Regions from separate parts of the Arachis hypogaea genome. Here region 2 is linked to region 1. A link is a contact called in public Hi-C data. All regions are on one chromosome and are shown on one strand. The core of a region is the stretch at or near the end of the contact, and the rest is flanking DNA. Distances in the headings are between cores, read along the strand shown.

What was found. A called contact is a pair of places that touch in the nucleus more often than the background predicts.
Region 2: a Hi-C map of leaf shows a contact between it and region 1, with 2.6 times the contacts expected there. The contact joins the enhancer-like site here to the promoter of LOC112784627 in region 1. A contact is called at or near these places in 2 of 8 Hi-C or Micro-C datasets (both in leaf).

Annotation. Positions count from the first base shown.
Region 1 is chr20:137,082,527-137,087,565 of arahy.Tifrunner.gnm2.J5K5, reverse strand. LOC112784627 (cytochrome P450 85A) reads left to right here and starts at 2,060. Exons shown (of 9, transcript XM_025827901.3): 1 at 2,060-2,420; 2 at 4,613-4,934. The coding sequence starts at 2,221.
Region 2 is chr20:137,142,979-137,148,017 of arahy.Tifrunner.gnm2.J5K5, reverse strand. No RefSeq gene overlaps it. Among protein-coding and RNA genes, the nearest start is that of LOC112784628, 28 kb to the right of the region's middle. Within about 2 kb of position 2,692, at least 1 of the 3 cell types and tissues checked has open chromatin away from gene starts, as enhancers often do.

The DNA of each region.
Region 1 (5,039 bases), core at 811-3,310:
ATTTTTGTTTTTTTGGTTGACTTGAAGATTAATTGTACGAGACTATAATGGGGTTGTAGGTTTTGGAATCTTCTTAGAGGATAAGATAATCATAGTCAAAAAGATTACGTTGCCAACTCATTTAACGGTCATCAATTAGCATTGTTCCTGCCAACTCTCGTTTTTTCCACCGGAAGAGAAAAATAGGAAGATACTGAAACCAAAACTAAATTCTGGATCTTTTAATTAAGGCTATGCTACGTTATTATTAAATTAAATTCTTCACAAAAAAAGTATTCCTCACAAATAAGACAGCAAATTTTTTACTAACTTATTCTCTAAGAACATAGATTAAAAATACTGTAAAAGATGATTTATTAAATTTGTTCTTAAAATATTTTATCAATTAAATTGGTCTTTCAAAGATTATAAATTAATTATTTTCATATTTTTTAATTAAATTAATAGTTTTTATCAACAATTAATGAGAAATAATGTTAATTCATATTATACATGATACCTATAATATATAATTAGATAATAAATAAATATATTTATAAAAATTTATTAATTTAATATCGTTAGATTATATTAAGATTATGATTTATATAATTAAAAAATAGACAAAATTGATAGATTTTTATAAGAAAGTCACTCAGATAAAGACACCTAATTAATCTTCTACCACTCAGATAAATCGATCTAAATTAATATTTTTTATAAAATAATGACTATAAAATTTTTGTTATAGAAAATTATTAAAATATTCATTATATATATATATATATATATTAATTTTGAGAACCCTAAATCTTAATTTCATGAAGGGCGGTGAGAGAAGAGGAGGGTTAGCATTCTCAAAATTAATATTAATATATATAAAATAAGAGTATTTTAGTCATTTTTTATAATAAAGGTATTATAGTCATTTTTTATAAAAAAAATTAACTTAGATAGATTTAATATTTAATTTATCGATTTTTTAGCCAGATCATTTTGTATAATTTAATTTTAAAAAAAATAATATGGTTTAATTAATTATATATATTGAATTTTAATTATTAAAAAATATCTAAAAAAAACGTTTTAAACGTTTTTATCTGAGTGGTTCCCTTCTTATAAATATATTTGTTCAGCATTTAATTAGACATAATAGGTGTCATATATGCTATCAATTAACGGTTTATATCATCAATTATTGACAAAAAACTATTAATCAAATGGTAGAAGGACAAAAATAATTAATTTATAATATTTAAAGACCTAATTTATTTAATAAAATTTTTTAAAAATAAATTTAGAAAATGAATAATCCATCTTTCAAGAACTAATTCCATCATTAACCTCTAAATCTATAGTGAGGTTGTAGGTTTTAGAATCTTCTTAGAGTATAAGATAATAATAGTCAAAATGTTTACATTGCCAACTCATTGAACGATTATCAATTAGCATTGACTGGAAGAGAAAAATAGGTACCAACCCTCATTTTTCTCACTGGAAGAGAAAAATAGGAAGATACCGAAACTAAATTAAATTCTAGATCTTTTAATTAATGATGTGCTAGATTATTACAAAATTAAATTCTTCAGATACAAAAAAAAATAATAAATTCTTCACAAATGAGGCAGCAATCCTTTTTTTTAAACTAATTTATGTTTTAAGGACATAAATTAAAAACACCATAAAAATATTTTATAAAAATTATTTAAAAATTTTTTTTTTGCATTTTCAATACATTAAAAACTTTAAAAAATTATTATTATATGTTTAAACATGTTTTTAAACACACAAGTTAGCTAAATCTTTTTTTTAAAGACATTAATTATTTAAGAGAATAATAAATTTTTTATTAAAAATTATTGTAAAAGTAAGTTTTTTTTATATTTCTAATGAATTAAAAATTTTAAATTTTATATTATTATACTCTTAAAATATATGGTTAATTAAATCATTTATCTTAATTTATTTGTATACATTATTGTCTTCCCTTTTATTTTGTTTTTTGTTTTTTGTTTTTTGTTTTTGTTTTTTTTTTTGTTTTTATGGCCATGACCTACAATAGCTGGTGATGCTACCTTCTGTTTATATGGTTTTTTTCTTATATGAAAATGGTTGGTCAAGGGAACCTATATATATGTGTGTTTGTGTGCATTCTTTTTAAGCCAGGCTTGTACCTTTTATTTTTATTCTCTCTGTTTTGAGTCCTTTGCAAGAACTTTTAGAAAGAAAGAAAAGCACCAGATGGCTTTTACATTCATTGCAATTGTTGGTGGTGTTTTGTTCTTGTTCTGTTTTTTCTCTGCTCTCTTGAGATGGAATGAAGTGAGGTACGTGAAAAAGAATAAAGGTTTGCCACCAGGTACAATGGGGTGGCCACTTTTTGGAGAAACATCTGAGTTTCTTAAACAAGGTCCTAACTTCATGAAAAACCAAAGAGCAAGGTAACAATTAAAATTAAACTAAATTAATTCATGTTCACTTGCATAATGTGGTGAAAATAGGTGGTCTTATCAACATGTTTTGCACCTTTTTCTTTTGAGATCATGTGGGTTGTAGGATGTTTTAATTTATACGAATGTCCAAAAATTTTAATCAATGGAATAAAAATTGTTCGTATATACGCATACATGCATACATATATAACCGAACATAATTATATATATTAATCTAAAATATGTCATTTAATATATCAAAATATAGTGATTAATCCAATTTGATTAAAAAAATAAAATTATAATTAGTTTTTTCATAATTTACATTATGAAAATATTAAATAATAATTTTAATAATACCAATAATAGTATATTAAATTTATTTTCTTTAGTACAATATTTAAAATTATTTACTTTCTTTGCTATAATAATAATAATTTTTTGCATTAATAAATCTTTTATATCTCATTTGAATTTAAAAATAGTATATTTAATTTTAATTTTTTTAATTATCTTTCATTAAAAGAAGCCATTTTTTAAAGAAAAACAAGTAAGTAGAATAATAAGATTATTGTATTTTTTTTAAAGATTGATCATTATATTTTTCTTTTGTTAAAACTAAATAATTAAACAATAAATAAGTCACTAAAATTTACCTATAGAAATTATATTTTAAAATTTAAAATGAAAGTAAATTCAAAATAATTTTAACAATGGGTAAGTAATTAAACTAAATAAGAACATTTATTATATATTATATACTCATATATAAGTAAAGGAATTACAAATTTTTGTGGGGCATGTTAGGATACTTATCATGGTGACTACGATATCTTAAAAGTGTTGTTAAAATTAAAATAATAAATTTTATTATGTAACACGGCTTTTAATTTAAAAAATAAAAAGAATATTATCAAAATATAAAATATTTAATTTTAACATTTTAATTCCAATGAACATGAAAACATTTTGCAATTAGCATATGTTTTTTCGCCAATTAATAAAAATAGCTAATGATATATTTATCAATAATTAGATATTAAATAGGGTGGTAAGCGGGCCAAAACTCGCCAATCAACTTGCGTAACTTGTCAAAAAAGACGGGTTGGATTGAAAATTTAAAACTGGTATGATTAAAAAGTCCGCCTAACTCGCACCGCTTAATTCGCGAATTTTGGCGGGTTTCGGCAGGACAGGGTGAGCTTTCCAACAGGTCCTTTTTTTTGGTAATTGAAGATGTTCTAAGTTATAATTTGAATTATGTTCTATGTTTGATTATAGATACTTGAAGATATTTAATTATATGTTTTGGACAATGTTTATTTTACTTTTTAAAATGTTGATTTTATTTTTGTTTCAAAAAATTGGGTTGATGATTATGTTTATTACATATTTAGAATTATAAAGACATTAATGTTTGTAAATTTTGAAATTATAATTTTTTTATGTCTTTATAAATTATACATTTATTGAAATAGCTGTGAAATTATATATTTTATTTAATATTTAATAGTTTATTAATAAAAAAATTAATAAAAAAAAAAGAATTAGCAAGTTTAGTCTGCCAACCCGCCGTTAGGCGGAGCGAAGGAGAAATTCGAGACTGTCTCACTGAGCAGAACGAATTTTTGGTAGGGTAGATGGAGCGGGGCGGACCCCAACCCATTTGCCACCCCTAATATTAGACGTCTTATGTTTCGATACTAAAATGTTTTAGTGATAATTGTCAATAAAAACTTTTTTAATGATCACAAAAAATATATTATTGTCATTATAATATATAATAATAACTATAAATATATAATTACTACAAAAATATAAGTTAAATAAGATATACAATAATTATTATGTTATTGCTATTAAAAACTTTTTAATAAAAAAATTTTTGTTGTAGTCCTTGAAGTTAGTTGGGTTGGCTTGTTTCATGTTTATTTTTATTGGTGTCCAAAGTACTGGAAAACATGGTTTATTACTTTGATGAAGTTTTTTGAACTAATCAAAAGTTATCAACTACAAATGAGAGTCTAAAGAAAAACATTGCCAAACACACTCTACTGTCTCTACTTGGGGTGTGAAGTAAACCACTTTTCATGCATGTACTTTTTTACCCCATGGTTTACTTTTGATCATTTTTATCTTCTATTAACCAATTCTTTTTATTCTTATTCTTTTGGTTGTGATTTGTGAATAATGAATGGCAGGTATGGCAGTTTTTTCAAAACACACATATTGGGATCTCCTACAATTATATCAATGGATGAAGAGCTCAATAGATACATTCTAATGAATGAATCAAAAGGGATTGTTCCAGGATACCCTAAATCCATGGTAGACATCTTGGGAAACTGCAACATTGCAGCCGTTCATGGCTCCACTCACAAGTACTTGAGAGGTGCCTTGCTTTCCATTATTGGTCCCGCCATGGTCAGAGATCAGCTTTTGACAAAAATTGATCACTTCATGAGATCCCACCTTAGCAATTGGGACAATCAAGTCCTCGACATTCAACGCAAAACCAAAGAGGTTGCCTTCTATTCTTATTATTATTATTATCACTATTGTTCTTAGAATTTAATTTTGGAACAAAAGTGGTTTTAAATGTGTATTTAATTACATAATGTCACATCA
Region 2 (5,039 bases), core at 1,443-3,942, 60 kb before region 1:
GCATGTTTAACAGCATAAGACCAAAAAGATGATAGTAAATTAGATTGAAACATAAGAGTACGAGTTATATTTAAAATATGTTGATGCTTGCGTTCTACCCTTCCATTTTATTAAAGAGTTTCAACACAACTACATTGATGAATAATACCCTTTGAAGCATAAAAATTATGTAAAATGAATTTTGGTCAATTATCGGAACGAATAGCTTTGACTTTAAAATTGAATTGTGTTTTAACTAAAGTAATAAAATTTTTTACATAATTTTGCACTATTCCTTTTGATTCTAATAAAATAACCCATGTAAAGCGATTAAAATAATCAATAATAATAAAAAAATATTTATGATTATGAATAAAATTTTATCGAAACGGACCCAAATATCAAAATGTAATAAATCAAAATTTATATTAGCTTTGTTAAAACTTTGAGAAAATAAAAATTTCTTTTACTTAGAAAGATGACAAATGTCACAAGTCTCATCATAATGACAAATCTTGGATATTAATTTTATTTTATTACTTTTAAATATTTTATTATTTTTAATTTTGAATATTTATGTTTTATGTTTATTTTTTAAATTATTGACTGATTTTTAAATTAGTTAACTATAGAAACGGATCTAAAAATTTTATAAAGGAAAAAGCTGAAAATTAAAATATTGTATAACTAAATATAATATTATATATTTAATAATATATATAATCATGATTAATATTTTTTTAATTAAAAAATACTAATAAGTTCTTGTTATATATAAGAAGGTTATGTTAGTTCTTATAATTTTTTTTTATTTTGAATTCAATAAAATATAAAAATTATTATTTTTTAATTTCTTTACTATTTGTTAAGTATTATTGAAATAATAAATTATATTTTTATGCTTCATATTATAAAAAAATATGTTATAAAATAATATAAATAAATTATTTTAATAATTTTATTATATACATTTAAAATATATTTATGAATAACATATATAAAATATAATTGTATTAATGAATTTATTTAATCTGTTATAATTTTAATATCATGATAAAAATAAATAAATTTTAAAATAATTTACTTTTATATATGTATTATAATATATAAAGATATTTTTAGTTATTATAAATATTAAAATATTTTTATATGATAATAGGTGTAAAAATTAAAAAAAAATATCTAAAAAAAAGTTTAAATATTTAAAGATTTGGATATTTATGTAATCAAAAATTAATTAATAATAATATTTTCTTCAATTTAAGTAATATTACTTGTTTTTAAATTTAATAATTTAATTATTTATTTTATTTTTAAAATAAAAAATAAAATTATATAATATATAATAATTTTATTTACTTAAAATTATTAATTTTTGTTCAAAAAAGTTGGAAGCAAGGCCTAAACTTTGCCTCCTGAATCCGTCCCTGGTTAGTTGAATTAATATTGGTTTCTTAACCAACTTGGGTTGGTCGAGTGATCAATTCACTCGTCCGCTTAAGCAAGTGTCGGGAGTTCGAACTCCGCCTTGTTCATGCAGCAACTCATTGGTCAGCGACAGACCCTTAAATGAAGTTCAGATCCACGACGGATTAATCTTTAACCTGTCGGGTTGGGACTTGGAAATACCGTTTGGGTAAACAAAAAAAAAATATTGGTTTCTTAAATTTTTGCAGATCTTATCCGAGGATCTGAAGTACAAGAAATTAATATTTTAAGTAGTTAATATTAACTCATTTTTTTTGTTATAAACTTATTTTATTAACCTTTATTTTTGGAAGGATTAATTTAGGGTTTAAGATTATAATTAAAAATTAAAAAATGAGCTAATATTATTAAAAAAAAAAACTCACTTTCTAATTAAACTCATCTTATATGATGAAAAGTTATTGGATACGAAACTAACGCATTGTTTGATTTAAAGGAAATTGAGTGGAAAAAAAAATGTAAGGATAAAAAATGGATGGAAAATTAACTTTTTCTCCGTTTGGATCAGCATAAAAAATTGGAGAAAAACAAAAAAATGATACGGAGGCCATCCAAAACTTTTCTTCTCGGACATGAGATGAAAACTGAGGGAAAAAGTATAATCAACGGTAAAAATATAAATTTATCCTTTGTATAAACAATGATAAAAATACATTGGTATATTATTATTTATATATAATATAAAAAAGAGTATTAATATAATTTCACTTGATTATGATTTTTTTTATTAAAAAAAATTCTATTTTTTTATTTATTTTTCTTCATTCAAATAACATAAAAAAAAAAATCAACTTTTTATTTATTTTCTTTCCTTTCCTTTTATTTTCTTTTTTTTTTCTTTCATTTTCTATCTTCCATCTAAATAAAGTGTAAGAGTCACATTGTCTCGTATATGTGGCTACCAAGGAGGTTTGTTACAAGCGGCGAAGATTTAGAATCAGAGTATAGTATCAACAACAACAACAAAAGCAGTTGCAACATAATAATAATAATAATAATAATAATAATAAATGATGCATACGAGAGTGTGTAAGAATAATATAATATAGAAAGGTGTTTGAAAGGAACAGAATTTAAATGAAATTAAAGGGAAAGAGAAAGTGGTGTACGTATAGGTTGTTTTGTATCCATGATTCCAATCGAAAATGGTGATGGGCTACTTATTATGAAGTATGGACCAACACACACGTGAATCCCTTAATTATTATTATTCCATTCTGCCATATAATAGTGACACTACCACACCAACAATAATATACTTACCTCACAAATCTTAGTACCTCCTCTAGTGTAGCCTTAGCTTGCCACCACTTCCATATAAATACAACAATGCTTTTCCTTAATACATTATTACTAACCACACTGTGATCATGTGTATGTCTATTGTTGTTTTAATGTTTTAAGGTTTAAAGCTCTTTTACTAATTTGAAGATAGAAATTACCTTCTTTAAATTGTTAGTATCTACAAATAACCATTTAAGAGATATAATTACTTAAATTGTCTTTTTTTTATTGGTTTAAATTTTTTGGAGAAATAATTTTATGATTTGGTATTAAAATTAAAAAAAGAATTGGGTCAGTAATTTTTAGTATTTTCGTTATTATTTAACTAGTACAAATAATAAATTATTTTTAAAAAATAAATTTTATTAATTTATGTGTGTAAATTCTGAAAAAATGTGAGTATAAATTATATTGATTTATGTGTACAAAATTCTTATAAATATAGATGCATGCAAACTATAGTTTTTGTGTGCAAAACTCGTATAAATATAGATACAAATTATTGCTAACCAAATCCTAAAAAAAATAATAATATTTACTAGTTATGTAGTATTACTCAAAGTTTTGTATTCGAAAAATCTAAAATTTGATTCTCGATGAACTTGAAAAGAAAAAGTAAGACTAATGAAAAGAAATTGGATTTATGCAAAAAAAAAAAAAAATTCAACAAATCTAAAAAGACTCCAACTTAAAGTTGACGTGTAAAAGATATATTCATTCGTATTATTTTTTTTTTAATTTAAATTTTTTGGAGAAATAGCTTTATAACGAATAAAAAATATTAATTAATCACTAAACTTTTTTTATATTTCTTCAAATTCAATTTGAATTCGAGATCTTTGATTAAAACACGTATAGTCATGTAGATATCCAACACTGCAGTATTTTAAAATAATGAATTAATTATATTGTAATGTAGCAATAATAGGCAGAAACTGGTCCAACAGTTATGTGAAAGTGTGTGATAGAGTAATTGAGTTGGAGAGGGAGACAGACACATTATGTGGCTGGGGTTAGTTTTCTTTTATCAATGCTCTGCTCTGCTCTGCACCTTCCCTTATCAAATCTTTGCATGCATGGCTAATTACACTCTTGCCAGATATCAAACAATAATATGCTGTAAATATAAATTTCATTTAAGAATTTATTTTAAATTTTTTCATATATAAATTAAATTTGAACTCCTAAATATATTTATTTTAACATATGAATGAGCAAATTATTTGACCAATTTTAAAATTGATCTATTGTCACTTTAATATATATATATATATATTACCAAAATAATATATTTTAGTATTAATTTGTGATATATATATAATGTGGCTAAAATTTTTATATATGAATAAATTTATTATGAAATACAAAAATATTTTATTATTTTAGTATTTTACACGATTGTAATAATAGCACAAAACGTTATTAATATTTTATAATAAAAAAATTAATTATAAAAGAACAAAATGTCACTTATATTTTGTAATAAAAAATATTATTTTAATTATAAAAACACAAAACGTCAATAACATTATGTAAATGGCCATATATAGCATTATTTAATACATAATTGGTTCATTATTGAAAATTTTACGCCTAAAATACAATATAAAAAAAAGTTCACAGAATGTTAAAGTCATAATTAATTTAAAATTGACAAAATAGTAGATGAATTAAAACTTATTAATATAATAATAAAAATATTATGTACTTATAAAAAAATAATTATTAAATTAACTATTATATATTTATAATTTATTTTTTATATCAATAATTAAATTAATACTTGATATTTAGTATAGATCTACAACAATACTCCTTCAACATCTACAAGTCAATTTTCCCAAGTTAGCATGGGTGAGGAATTGAGGATGATACAAAATTGAGAGAGAATTCATAGAAGATAATGGAAAATTGGGAATAAAAGGGGATGGCGATATTGTAGCAAAGAGACAGAGAGGAAAAGATAAACAAGTGAGACAAAGAGCCAGAAACCAAAGGGGAAAAAATAACCGACAAAATCCGTGGATTCAGCGAATACAAACATGTGCACGTGGATACGACCTACCACACGACCACTCAATCAATCATATGCCATTTTCTTTCCTTTATTACTTTTTTTAATTATATTTACAGTAGTTTACCTTAGCCTAATTTTTTTGTAAAAATGCAAAAAAGCAAAATTATTGGAGCAATTTGTAATTTTTGTATAAAAAATTTTAAGTATAAAACAAAAAAATAAATAAGTGAAGACAATGGGGTGATTTTTTTAAAATTGTCGTGCTATAGGA